2 separate regions of the Mus musculus genome follow, and region 1 is linked to region 2. Evidence: chromatin contacts called from public HiChIP or PLAC-seq data. All regions are on one chromosome and are shown on one strand. Each heading gives the region's core, a stretch centred on a gene start, on an enhancer-like site or on the middle of the called end of the contact. The rest is flanking DNA. Distances are from core to core; before and after follow the strand shown. Region 1 overlaps Gm46587 (a long non-coding RNA gene). Region 2 holds the start of 4833418N02Rik (RIKEN cDNA 4833418N02 gene).

Region 1 (6,711 bases), core at 1,838-4,337, 280 kb after region 2:
GAGAGGGAGGGGGAGAGAGGGGGAGGGGGAGAGAGGGGGAGGGGGAGGGGGAGGGGGGAGAGAGGAAGGGGGAGGGGGAAGGGGAGAGGGAGGGGGAGAGAGATCCTAATGAGTATGGGAGGGAAATAGAAATAAAATCATCTGTACTTATTAAATCTCAAGATAATCTTTTTAAATAATGTGATGGGTTTCTTTCACATGTAACGTAATTCTGCTGGCTCCAGCCCTCTACCAGCGCCCGACTCCTGCGTGCTGCTTGCACTCGAGAGAAAAGAACAACCAAGAAGCCAATAGCAGAAGCAACAGCTTAGCCTCAACCTTCTAGAGCAGTGGTTCTCAGCCTTCCTAAGCCTGAGACCTTTAGTACAGTTCCTCATGTTGTGGTGACCCCCCCCCAAACACAAAACTATTGCATTGTTACTTCATACCTGTAATTTTGCCTCTGCTATGAATCAGATGTAAATATCTGATATGCACAATGTCTGATATACGATCCACAGGTTAAGAACTGCTGTTCTAGAAGCTACCCCTCCTGGACTGGGACTTTCTCTCCCCAGTGGAATCTTTACTGGGCCACACCCTACTATTGTCCAGCCTGACTTGAAAGCCAGAAGTTCAGAGTAAATTGTGGAGAATTTGTTGATCCAGTTCATAGCAGTGGGACACTCTTTCCTCCCTGAACTCATCCTAAATGTAATCATGATTTGGTTCCAATCTGAATCTGGTTCTATCTGAGGACAGGCACGCAACCTAACAGCCTGCGTGTGCCTGACATCATCAGTAAGTATCCAGGCCACCTCCTCCGCAGCCTGCTAGACCAATGTTACTGTCGGAACACTACCATGTGAACACATAGGTCGCATTCAACTTTCTAGACGGCACATGTGAGAAAAGAAAATGGAGGCCGGGCATGGTGGCGCACGCCTTTAATCCAAGCACTCAGGAGGCAGAGGCAGACGGAGTTCTGAGTTCAAGGCCAGCCTGGTCTACAGAGTGAGTTCCAGGACAGCCAGGGCTATACAGAGAAACCCTGTCTCAAAAAAGAAAGAAAGAAAGAAAGAAAGAAAGAAAGAAAGAAAGAAAGAAAGAAAGAAAGAAAGAAAGAAAGAAAGAAAGAAAGGAAGGAAGGAAGGAAGGAAGGAAGGAAATGGGCTGGAGAGGCAACTCTGTAATTAAGAAGTCTTCCTCCTGTGTGTGTGGGGCTGGGACTCAAATCTCAGCTCATATGTCAGGTGACTGGAAATCCAGCTCCAGGAGATCCGTCCTTTGTTGTTCGCTCCTGGCGTCCACGGGCACTGTACACATGTGCTGTGTGGTGGTTTGAATCTGCTTGGCAAGGGAGTGGCACTACTAGGAGATGTGGCCTTGTGGGAGGTGTGGCCTTGAAGGAAGTGTGTCACTGTGGGGGTGGGCAATGGGAGCTTTTTCCTAGAGGATGCCAGTCTTCTCCTGACTGCTTTAAGATGAAGATGCAGAACTCTTAGCTCCTTCTCCAATACCATGACTGTCATGCCTCCCACCATGGTGATAATGGACGGAACCTCTGAACCTGGAAGCCAGACCCAATTAATATTGTCCTTTATAAGTGTTGCCTTGGTCATGGTGTCTGCTCACAGCAATGGAGACCCTAACTAAGACACACCACACACATGCACTGCAATCATGCTTGAGCATGTACACACAGAGGCAGGTGAGTAAAATGATGAAATAAATAAAAATCGTCTTGGAAAAGACAAAAGGTGAACACGTGAGTACGGTACGTCTGTGCACGTATGTGCAGGAATGCTTTCCTGATGTGTGTGTGGTGCAGTGGCAGGCACCTTCCCCTATCACTCTCTGCCTTGTTTTATTTTATTTTCAAGTAGGATCTCTGAGGGACCCTGGAGTTCACTGGTCAGGGCCGCTGGCCTCCAGGATTGGCTGTCTCCTCTCTATCAGTGCTGGGTTTACAAAGAACCCCACCACAGCTGGCTTTCACGTGGGTACTACAGATCTGAATTCGGGTACTTAGGCTTGCCCAGCAAGCATTTTACCTACTGAGCTACCTCCCCAGTGATCAAAATTAATGATAATAATGTTTATATATCCGAAATGTCAAAATATTGCATCAGCATATGAATAAAACATTATCATTACTGTTGTTGTTGCTGCTGCTGCTCCTTTGGTTTTCTGAGGCGATCTCACGTGGTTCAGGAGAGCCTTGAATTTTCTGAGAATGGCCTTAAACTTCTGCTCCTCTCGCCTCCATCTCTTGCATGTAGGAAACACAGGCACGTACCACCATGGCCAGATGGAAAAAATATTGGAGTTTTTTTAGTTTAGTGTCTTAGTCAGGGTTTCTATTCCTGGACAAAATATCATAACCAAGAAGCAAGTTGGGGAGGAAAGGGTTTATTCAGCTTACACTTCCACATTGCTGTTCATCACCAAGGAAGTCAGGACTGGAACTCAAGCAGGTCAGGAAGCAGGAGCTGATGCAGAGGCCATGGAGGGATGTTCCTTACTGGCTTGCTCAGCCTGCTCTCTTATAGAACCAAGACTACCAGCCCAGAGATGGTCCCACCCACAAGGGGCCTTTCCCCCTTGATCACTAATTGAGAAAATGCCTTACAGCTGGATCTCATGGAGGCATTTCCCCAACTGAAGCTCCCTTTTCTGTGATAACTCCAGCTGTGTCAAGTTGACACAAAAGTAGCCAGTACAGTTTAGTTTAGTTTTTTTTTTTTTTTGGTTTGGCTTTTCACGACAGAATTTCTTTGTGTAGACTTGGCTGTCACAGAGCTCGCTCTGTAGACCAGGTTGGTCTTGAATCCAGAAATCCACCTGCCTCTGCCTCCCTAGTGCTAGGATTAAAGGCGTGCGCCACCACTGCCCAGCTAAAATATTGTTAATAAATATTGTGCTTCCTTTTTTTCCCAGTGAGTCTTTGAAATCCTTTGTGTCTTTCACCCTTACAATACCACCCATGGGAACAGTCAAAGCATGCAGGTGACTGGGATGCTGGACTTGGGTTTCAGGCAAACGTTAGCTTCAGTGGTTAACCCCAGGAGGCCTCCTGACTCATCTTATGCCCTTTCTTGGATTGTTTCTCAGCTGGGCCCAACAGCTCAGTGGTAAAGAAATGGAGGTGGGCTATTTGCACATGAAAAGGGCCATCCCTTCAGCAAACCAGTTGCCAAGACAGACAGGAAAAGCAGTTCTTACTCCTCATAAATGAAGGCCAGGCATGGCAGTGTATACCTTTAATCCCAGCAGCACCCAGGAGGCACAAGCAGACGGATCCCTGTCAGTTCTAGATTAGTCTATTCTACATAGTGAGTTCCAGGCTAGCTAGGGCTACATAGTGACACCCTGCCCCTGCCCCCCTCCAAATCTAATAGATTCTGAGTGCATACGCAAGAAAGCAGCTCAGAACACACAGCCAAACACCAATGATAAACTCTCTCACTCACATCCTTCTCTGCTGACAGTAGTTAAAGCTAAGAAAAATGAGTGTGGTACCCATAGCCATGCACACACAGGCTTGTGTGCGCTCACACACACACACACACACACACACACACGCACGCACGCACGCACAAGGATAAATGAATGCATAAATATTTATTAAAATAAAAACTAGCTTGTGTGAGTCACTGAAGTGTCATTACTCAGACACAAGGGACAAGGTGAGAAAACACAAAATCACTCTCAGACTAAGGGAGACAACGAAGGCCAAACTTCTCTAGAGAGTGAAGTGGTGGATCTATTGAACACCTACTACCTGCCTGGTACATGCGTACTTCATTTAACTTCAGTAAGCATTTCAACAACCCTATCATCCAGTGTCATCATGTCAGCTACACATCTTTGTACCCATTTAGTAGATGATGCAGTTAACTCGAAAGGGGATGAAGGATGGCAAGATGCTGGGACCCTGGGGCACTGGGCACACAAAAAAAGAAGAAGGAACGAGAGGGGTGGGAGGTGGGGGGAGCAGGATGGAGAGAGATGGAAGTTCCTCGGAGAGAGCAGGGTGGAGACAAGTTCCACGGAGCCACTGTGCCCAGTTTCGCTCAGGTTCAGACGGGCTTTGGCTCTTCCCAGGATAGATAAGAGCTGGAGCTTCAGGCGTTGTGCTTAATTTCCTTGTTCATTCTGCAATAGGTGTGAGGATGAGCGGCCTGCAGTGACTGTTGGGCTCCACTGAGGTTCCTGGGCCTCCTCCTCTGCACCTTTGGCTTCCTGCTTGGCAATCCTCAATCAGGTGAAGGCACAGTCGCTGGCTTCCTTTTTCCACTTAGGGTGAGCTCCTTTCAATAGGTGTAATTGCTCCAGCTGTTCACTGAGCAAGACCAGGCGACTGAGCTGAATGCGGTGACTCTCGCCCATAATCCTTACACTTGAGAGGGTCAGGAGTTCAAGGGCAATCTTGGCCACATGTGAGTTTGGAGCCAGCCTGGGACAAATAAATATGGAAAAGGAAGCAAGTTAATTCTTGGTTTATAAAGATAATTTATGTTCTCAGCCGGGCGTGGCGGCGCACGCCTTTAATCCCAGCACTTGGGAGGCAGAGGCAGGCGGATTTCTGAGTTCGAGGCTAGCCTGGTCTACAGAGTGAGTTCCAGGACAGCCAGGGCTATACAAAGAAACCCAGTCTCAAAAAAAGATAATTTATGTTCTCTTTATAGATCAACTTGCACATAAGGAAAGGAATGAAGACGAGTAAACGCTGGCCAATGCTGCTTCTCTCCTGAGTGGCTGGTACAGGCGCTGGTGTTTTGGGGCCAGTTATGTAGTTCTTATCATTTACATGTAACCAGTCATCCAGTGGTTAATCTCTTCATGTCTAAAGCAGGCTAATAATACAGTTTGCATCACAGCTTCCTCAAAGGGAAACTCCAATAGGACCCTTGACAAAGGAAAGGAAAAATTTCAGGACCGACTGTCTAAATAAAGAAGCATAGGAGCATCCCAAAAAGCTGAGATGGGTCTGGAGATGACCCAGCAGCTAAGTGCCCTTGCTCTGAAATCATGAACGTTCAGAGTTCAAATCCCGGCACCCACACAAGAAGTCTGACTTCACTGTATCAACTTGTAACCTAGTTGGGGTTTGCTGGTGTGCAGCAGGTAGTGGGTAGTGAGCCCTAGCAAGTTGTGCACCTCAGGAAGAGGGAGAGACTGCCACAGAGGAACAGGCAGAGAATAAAACAGCACACAATGTGCCTTCTTCTGGCTTCAAGATCAACACTGCCAGACGAACTATGCCTCCAACCTTCCCCCCCACTTTTTTCCAAACATGGTCTCAGGTAGCCCGTGCTGACCTCACCCTCACTCTGTAACAAAGGGTGGCCTCCGTTTCCCGGTCTCCCTTGTCTCTACCTTCCAAGTGTTGAGACCAAGGGCATGCCTCACCATACCCAACTTATTTTGTTATTAGTTTAGAATTTTTTATTTTAATTTGGGGGTATATGAGTATTCGAACACGTGTATAATCAAATGTGTACCTGTTTCTGAAGAGACCAGAAAGAGCATCAGACCCCCTGGCACTGGAGGGCTAGAGTTACAGACAGTTGTGAGATGCCACGAGGGTTCTGGGAACCAAACCTAGGTCCTCGCTGCCGAGTCATCTCCAGCATCCCATCCCCCACCACTTCCCAGCTTGGGTTTTGGTTTTGGTTTGAGCTAACCGTAGTATGTGAACTATTTACTGACTTTAGAAAAAGCAAATTTTTGCTGCCCGAGGTTGAGGGCAAATTAAATAAATTAAGAAGTAAAAAATCAGCCATGATAGCAGCCTGTGCTGCTGAGCATTCCTAGGGTTAAAGTAAAAGGAGATTTTGTTTCCTGCTCGGTTTAACCTGTGCAGATCTGTGTGCAAGACCTGGAATCTGAGGACCTTAAAGGTCGAGGCGTACCACAGTCTAGGCTGCAGACAGCCTTACTTTGGAGTCAGTGTGTTTTTATGCACACATGAAACACAGCAAGCAGTGATCCAAGGAAGGGTTTGAGTTCAGGAAAAAAACAACACATAAATAAACATCAGTAAGCACATACTGAATACTGACAGAGCAGCCCTATCCCAGAACTTCGTCAGGACAGACCCACGGAAGCACAGTTGCCTGGACGTACTATAGATTCTATCTGGGAAAGCATGGAAGCAAGGCAGAAGGCCGTATCAGATTCAGGGTTCGCTGACCAGGCTGGGTTCTACCGTATGATCTGACATCCATCAAGAATAAATTGAAATTTGAATGCCAATGTTTGTTGCAGGAGGCACAAAATCATGTCTGAGAACAATTCAGGGAACAAAGTGCCCTCTGCCTTTTCTCCTGGAGCCTCGCTCACAGTTCCCCACAGCACTGCTCACGATGGTAGTCCTTTGACGTGGCAACAATCCTTCCTGCAATGAGCACCTGTGACTGTTTCCTGGTAAGCCTAGACCAACGATGACGAAGCAGCCAAGAAGCTAGTGTTCTGGCCTAGTTTCATCTCTGTCATGGTCTGTTTGTCATGTCTCGTGCCTTTGGGTATGAGTGGATCCCAGGGTGATCTCCTGTGGGAAGCCACAAACGCCATTACAAGATGGCGCTGGCTACCACTGGCCACCACCCATGATTATGGGTAAACAACCAATGTGCGCACGTGCATAAGAGTTTTTTGCCTAGTCACTGCCTGGCCCGACGCATATTAATGAGGTACTGGTAGCATAACCAATCAGGTATGGACACG
Region 2 (6,962 bases), core at 4,046-6,545:
TTCGTGGAGGTCCACAGAGGGCCAGAGGAGTCCTCGCTTCAACTGTTACGTTACTTTTCCAACACTGGGACAAAATACACCACAGGAATGACTTTATAGGAAGAGACTCTAGTTTTTTACTCAAGGTTTCAAGGTCCCATCATAGCTGGGACAGGTAGAGACTGGTCATCTTGGAGTAGGGCAACCTTCAGCCGTCCACAGGCTGACAAGACAGGAAGCAGAGGGCAGCCAGAACTAATGGCCAGGTATACTCTTCAAATCAATCCCATTATTGGTCCACTTCCACCTGCCATGCCCCATCTCCTGAAAGGCCCCAAACTTCCAGAAACAGCACCACTTGGTCAAACAGTGAGCCTTTAAAGCACAAGCCTGTGGAACCTTTAGACTCCAACAATATTAAAGCCAAGTGTCTGCCTCTGTGTCTCTGAGGCCCTGGGACTCCTGCCTAGAGCCTACCCAGAGTGAACCAGTGACGGTGACGGTGACAGGGGTGAGTCTTGTTTGGGCTGATGCTCCTTTAGTTTTTATTAAGTTCCCCAAATCATGGATTTATTTTGTTTTCCAACGATAAGAAGACTGCCTTAGGAGTTTGTTGATTGCCTGTCCTAATATGACAATCGTCTGTCCTTAGGGTGTCTGTCTTATTTACAGCACTACTGCTGACCTGTCTCTTGTTCCCACCATGTTTACTGTGCATCCACAGAGGGAAACATCCAAGAGGACAAATGTGAATCTAACTGCCATGGAGCAAAGTTTGTCTTTGTTCAAAACTTTAATACAACTTTCCTCAGGCTTGTTTCATTTTGCCAGTGCGTTCAGGAGAATCTTTCCAAAGCTCTTACTGCGGGAACTGTGGAACTGTCTGGCTGTGAGTCTCTGAGCCCCTGAGCCCCTGAGCCATACCATGCACAGGCCACTCAGCTCACCATTCTCAGGCTCTGATGTGTTTGTACCTTCCTTGATCTGTAGCTTGCCTGGACCAGGCATCTTACATGCAAACGTGTGCACTTGACTTTCTAAATTGCATCCTTCTATGACAGGACAGTTTAGGGTTGAATTTAAAATTACAGTGGTTATGGACTGGAGAGATGGCTCAGCAGTTAGAGCACTGACTGCTCTTCCTGAGTTCAATTCCCAGCAACCACATGGTGGCTCACAACCATCTGTAATGGGATCTGATGCCCTCTTCTGGTGTGTCTGAGGACAGTGACGGTGTACTCACACACATGAAATAGATAGATAGATAGATAGATAGATAGATAGATAGATAGATAGATAGATCTTTTTAAAAATTACAGTGGTTACTACAACAAACTTCTGATGTGAACAAAATCCACTTGAAAGGAGCTTTAGAACAGAGGGGAACAAAAATGCAGGCACCCAAGAGTCTTCATCTGTTTATGAGGACGCAGCCACAGGAATCAGGTTCCAAAGAAAATCATAAATGGATTCCTTGACCAAAGCAAAATCATAAACAGCATAAAACTATCTTTGGGGTCATCCCACATCAGAGTTCAAACCTTCCATTCTCTTCTCCTTCCACCCTGCTTGCCTCCATCTTGTCTAGTTCTCCTCTGTCGCTTCCTATCATTTGGATAACCAGACACTACAACACTCATTTAACTCCATTAAACTACGGGGGTGGGGGGAGTCTGCTACAGTTATGTTTTGATTTCATTCTCAGTTAAAAACCATTGTCCATTGTAGAGGAATTTAGCATTGTTTTGGCAGTGTAACGTCAAGATATATACTAATTAGTTCATTTGATAGTTGGGACTTCAGAGGCAGAAAGTTCAACTAAGAAAGAAAAAACAAAGATGGGAAGGTCTCCTATAGTGACTTAAAAGAAACTGAATTTCATTTAAAAAATAAGGTTAAGATAGCATGGGTGTTTGGTCATGGTATTTTGAAGGCCATCTTTACATTTAGTTAAGAGAGGAGCCCGAAGGAGCCTTCAGGGAGAGCCTTGGAACCTGACGCTAGATAGATAGTATTTAGCAAGTCAGGAAGCAGGAGTGCTCTAGCTATTCTGCTTTTTGTGAGTGGCTTCAAACCATAAAGAGATTTAATAGGCAAGCAGACGCTAGAGTGGGAAATATTCCTGCAGTCAGGCTTCCCAAATCAGGCAGAATTCTTAGAAAGAGCGCAAGGATTAAGAAAATAAAAGTGGGAGTTCAGGAGGGGGAAGCCACAAGAGGGGTGTTCCAATTTACATTTTACCCTTGAACCCACCAGGGAACACATCCTTAAAGATTAAAAGACATTATTTCAAGTTACTGGTTGACATAAATGCAATATTGTCAGTGAGAGTCTCACTCTCCGCTGGCTCCCAGCGCCAACTCAGATGCCATTGTGAGGTCCCAGAGCTTCTCATTGCTTTTCCTGGTGTCTCTTTAGATTAAACAAACAAACAAACAAACACCAAAAACAATGAACAACAACAACAACCCTCAACAGTTCTATTTGTCTTCTCTAGAGGAGATCAATACTATATGGTGTCTGTGTCTTGGACTCACTGGGGTATCCTTCTCCTTTTCCCAAATGCCCAACCAAGAATCCAAGGCCACAATGTACCCTGGGACTCTCTTCTTCTTCAATATGTGGATGACCTTTTCTTGACTCCTACAAAGGAGAACTGTAAGACTGAGTCACCCCTCCGCTTACTTCTCTAGCTCAGAGAGGACCTAAGAGTGCCGTGCACAGGTTAATTTGTAAGGAAAGGCAAGATTTATTCCATATAGAGATAAACTTTTAATTGTAGAAAACCAGGCACCCCCAAAGGGGCTTAGACAAATTAGAGAAAAGACAGTTGCAAGGGTTTCCGATTCTTACTGACAACTGCAGCTAGTGTGATCCCACCTTTTCTGAAAGTTCTGTGTTGTTAATTTGACCTAATCAAGCCCCTAGTAACCTTTCCCCAGTGGATCCAAGGCTTTCGGGGAGTTAGAATTAGCACTTCAATACTGTGTGCTTCTGGGCCTACCTAAGTATCATAAACCTTTCAAGATCCAAGTATGAGAGAGATCTCATGAGCCCTTACCTTAATAAATATCAATATCCTGTTACAGTCTTTCCCACAGTCCAGGGGCTTTCACTTGTCTAGGGACAGCCACTAACAATGCAGTCAAAGCAGCCTTCAGGGCGGCTTCCACTCCTCATGTCTTTTGTTGCTCACTTGAAAGATGCACACTTCTGCTCATTGTGGAGGTGCACGCCGTTTGTATCAGCACTCAGGATGCTTGGTCTACACGGTGAGTTCCAGGCCAGACAGAGCAACATAGTGAGACCTGTCTCAAACAAAATACCAACCTGCCCCCCAACCCCCCATACTTCCTCCATGAACTTCATTGTCTTTCTTAGAAACACTAATAAGACTGTTGGGGTCAAAGCTGTTCCTCTTCATGTGGAGCAGTAAAATCATTGGGAGACCACCACGATGTTGGCTAGCAGCTTTGGTAAGCTGGCATCAGAGTGGTCTTGACTAAAGTTAATCCTGAATTTGTCTGTGAGATACAAGATTATGTAAATTAAATAAATAAATAACATTACTTTTCTTTAAAAAAAAAAAAAAAGGATCTTGCTATGTATCCCAGGCTGGCCTTGAATTCTTTTTAATCCCCCTGCCTTTAGTTTCCAAATACTATGACAGCAGGCGTGCACCACCACATGCAACAAACCCCACTTGCTACTTGCCTTTTATCTCACCAGATGTTATTAATGCAGTCACAGCTCTGTGACTTTTTCGTTTGTTCTTTTTCCTATAGGTTTCCACTCTCTCTTCCTAATGCTGGTCATTAGAAGATGAGGATCTTGGCTCTGCTAGCAAAGAGCTGAGACGCGGTCAGGCGCCTGGAGGAACACTTGCTTTGTATCTGAGGCACGAACTCTGTGCCCTCCCGTGCCCACACTCAAACTGATGATAGAGTCAAACAGACAAGAGCTAATGCTCTCTGCAGCCAGTCCTCCAGTATTTGCAACCGTGGTTGACAAAAGAATGGGAAGAAAAGATGGGGTTTCTTTGTTTCTATCAGTCTACCCTTCCCCTTTCTGTCAATCCTGCTGTTCCCTCTGGCCCCAGGGGTATCTCCCACTAACACTCTGACTAGGTAAATTGAAAACGCATTCTCAGGATACCCAAGTCAGTCTTTCACTCTTTCTGCCTTCCCCAACCCTCTCCCCACCCCATCCCCCTGCCCCACCGCCTCCGTGAAACCTAGTTCTGCAGAACCTCAGGTTCTGCACACAGGGGCAGGGAATCTTGCCTTCCAGGGAGGAAGGGGGCTTCATTTCGATCACACGGAGGAGCTGAAGTTTTGATAGGGACCGGCCCTGGTAATGGGCGTCAGGAGCCTGTGCTCTGATAGACCCGAAAACCTTAGTTCTGTACTGAAACTTGAAGCTGTAAATTTCCCGGCAGCAAGGGGCAGGGAGTGGAAGGACCTCCCGGAGAAGTAGAAAGCGGTCAGTTTCGAACTACTGAAAAGCTTGCCTGAAATCATTCTCGAACGTTTTCGGAATGGACCTCACAACAAGTGACTTAAGTACAGGCCCTGGGGATTTTTTTTTCAGTGTTGGCTGTGGTTTTAGCTACATCCTCAATTCCCAGGCAGGATTGACAGCTCCAGTTTCACCGAGGGTGGGGTCACGATACTTGCCTTCTAGCCAGGGTAGTCCTGGCTCCGCCCTCCAAGCCCCGCCCAGAGTCCTTTGAACTTCTGGGCACCGCTGGCCTTAGAGCGGAGCAGAGCGGAGTCGGGCGCTCCCTGGAGTTCTGATCAGCCTTTAGACACCAAAATAAAGTAGCAGCAAGTGGAAAATCAGCTGAGATCCTCTTTTAGAACCCAGAGTAGGCATTCCGATGGAAAGAGGAGTCCGGCAGTTAAAACAAACATAAACCCTCTCCGAGTTGGGGACATCCGAAGAGCTTAGGGACTTGCCCCGGCCGGTCTATCCGCAGCCCTGCGGGCGGGCGCGTTGCATCCGACCCGGATCCGCCAAGAGCCCGGGACCAGGACTGTCCTGTCGGCCGCTCCTCGGATTTGTGACGTGCCTCAGGCTGTGGCGGTGACGGGGCCACCACACAAAGCCGGGCGGTCCGGGCGGAGGACCCCAGGCCAAGAGTCCTGACGGGATGGGGAGGGAACGGGGAGCGAGGCGCCCCCGGGCTCCCGGGCTCCCCGCAGCATTAAAGTGAGCACCCAGTCAGCGGCGGGGAGCCGGCGGAGGGCGGCCCGAGATCGCCGTGTGCGCGCTTGGCTTCTGTGGCCTCGCTGGCGGTCGGCTCGCCTAGCCCGGCGGGGGATAGCCACGCCCACTTTGGGGTGGAGCCGCGGCCCGGGGAGGTTCCGCTGTTGGAGACGCCCGGGCACGGGGCGGGAGCTGTGGCAGCAGCTGCTGCACAGGAGGAGACAGCAGCGTCAGGAGCTGCTGCAGCAGCGGCGGAGGCTGCTTCTGGACGCCTTGGGGTCGCGCAGCCGCAGCCCCAGTCCAGAGGCTCCAGGCGGTGCGGTGGGCGCTGCCGCCGCCGCTGCTGCTGCTGCTGCTGCGGGCCCCTTGCCGTTACCCGGGCCCCCTCTGCCACCCGGGCCCCGGATGCCGTCTGCACTCCCGTCAAGCCTGCTGGAGAGTGCTCCCCAGCCTGGACGCCGCCCCCGGCCTGGTCTCCACTCCTCCGCCGCACCTCCCATGACAGCTCCTGCTCGAAGATGGCTGCGAAGGGCGCGCACGGCACCCACCTGAAGGTGGAGAGCGAGGTGGAGCGCTGCCGCGCCGAGGGCCAGTGGGACCGCATGTTCGAGCTGGCCCGGCATCTGCAGATGCTGGGCATTTCCGGCGGCGGCAGTAGCAACCGGCGAAACAGCCCGAGCGGCAGGTTCACCACTCTGGACACCGGTGAGTGAGGGAAGGGCAGATTCGCCCGGAGCGAGCGCGCGAAAAGCACCGCCTCGTCCAGGAAGCGCGACTCAACCGACCCGTCCCGGAGCCGGCGCTGGGTGCTACCCTCCGGCTTGCCGAGGCAGTTAGGAAAGTCGTCTGTCCCAAGAGAAAAATCGCTTTGCAGATTGGGTGTTTGAAGAGAAGAGAGAGAAAGAGAAAAGTTTGTGCTCTCTGCCTTTTAAGGTCACGTGGGTAACCCTACCCTGAAATGGAGGTTTCTGTAGGTATCAGAGAAGTGCATTCATTAGACCGGACCGTTGCCTCCCTAAACTGTCGAAACTCCCTCATGTTAAATTTGTTCCTCTGTGTCTTCTCTTATTTTCCCCTCAAATAAAGTTGAGACCAAGCTCTGTCCACAGCAGACTTAGACCGATGCGTTTGGTCAGAGAAGAGGCCGGCGAACCTCAGTTTCTTCGCCAGTGGCGGACACTGGCCCCATCCAGTCCTGGCAGCCTGTGGCTTTTGCAGCAGGGCTGGTTTAGTTGGGCTGGGCTCTTGTGCTGGGGCGGGAAAGCACCCTGATGGGGTAGAGGGAGAACCCCGCCCAGTCTTCAGACCCAGATCCTGTTTCGGGTGTCTTGCTCTCTGCGGTGGGAGAGGTTCAGAGCCCGCCGCGTGTGCACACCCACCTTTTCCGAAGTGGGCAGAGAATAAGTCCGACTATAAAGAGTTTTCCAAAACCACCCAGCCCGGGACACCTCTGTGGGAGCGATGGGGTGATTATAACCCTGATCCAATATAGTGCTTACTGTGTGCCACACCAACCTCGGGACTTTAGCCGTCACTCCTCCCAGCGACTCCTGTTTCCTGGATTTGCTGTATTTATAGGTAAATAGCTTCATCAATCAGCCAGTAAGTTGTGAAATCTGAACCCAGGATTCTGAGTACACCTTTTCGTTTGTCCTGTGTTCTCTCAAAGATGAGTACCCTTGCAGAGCAACTAGAGTGGATAGGAGGCAGGATGGTAGACAGTTATGGCTTAGATTGTAGAGCTCAGAGGAAAGGCAGCAGGCTTCAGAGTTGCA

The links. HiChIP or PLAC-seq counts read pairs in DNA pulled down with a chosen protein or histone mark.
Region 1: an H3K27ac HiChIP or PLAC-seq map of epiblast stem cells shows a contact between it and region 2. The contact joins the enhancer-like site here to the promoter of 4833418N02Rik in region 2. A contact is called at or near these places in 1 of 39 promoter capture datasets (embryonic stem cells), 5 of 484 Hi-C or Micro-C datasets (bone marrow-derived macrophages, embryonic fibroblasts, embryonic stem cells and 2 more), 40 of 115 datasets of contacts at active chromatin or transcription factors (the 230-238 cell line, CD8 T cells, the HPC-7 cell line and 27 more) and 3 of 9 other capture datasets (adipose tissue, liver and pancreatic islet).

What each region holds. Positions count from the first base shown.
Region 1 is chr17:87,555,509-87,562,219 of GRCm38.p6, forward strand. Gm46587 (a long non-coding RNA gene) reads right to left here. Exons shown (of 2, transcript XR_001782168.1): 2 at 3,589-4,438. Among named protein-coding and RNA genes, the nearest start is that of Gm46587, 12 kb to the right of the region's middle. Within about 2 kb of position 3,088, at least 9 of the 459 cell types and tissues checked have an H3K27ac peak or open chromatin away from gene starts, as enhancers often do. A contact at or near this core is called in the SCID.adh cell line, differentiating embryonic stem cells and epiblast stem cells, where this site is marked.
Region 2 is chr17:87,277,519-87,284,480 of GRCm38.p6, forward strand. It overlaps 4833418N02Rik (RIKEN cDNA 4833418N02 gene), which reads right to left and starts at 5,296. Exons shown (of 5, transcript NR_015506.3): 1 at 4,656-5,296; 2 at 3,041-3,244; 3 at 1-64. It overlaps Ttc7 (tetratricopeptide repeat domain 7), which reads left to right and starts at 5,368. Exons shown (of 20, transcript NM_028639.3): 1 at 5,368-5,892. The coding sequence starts at 5,706.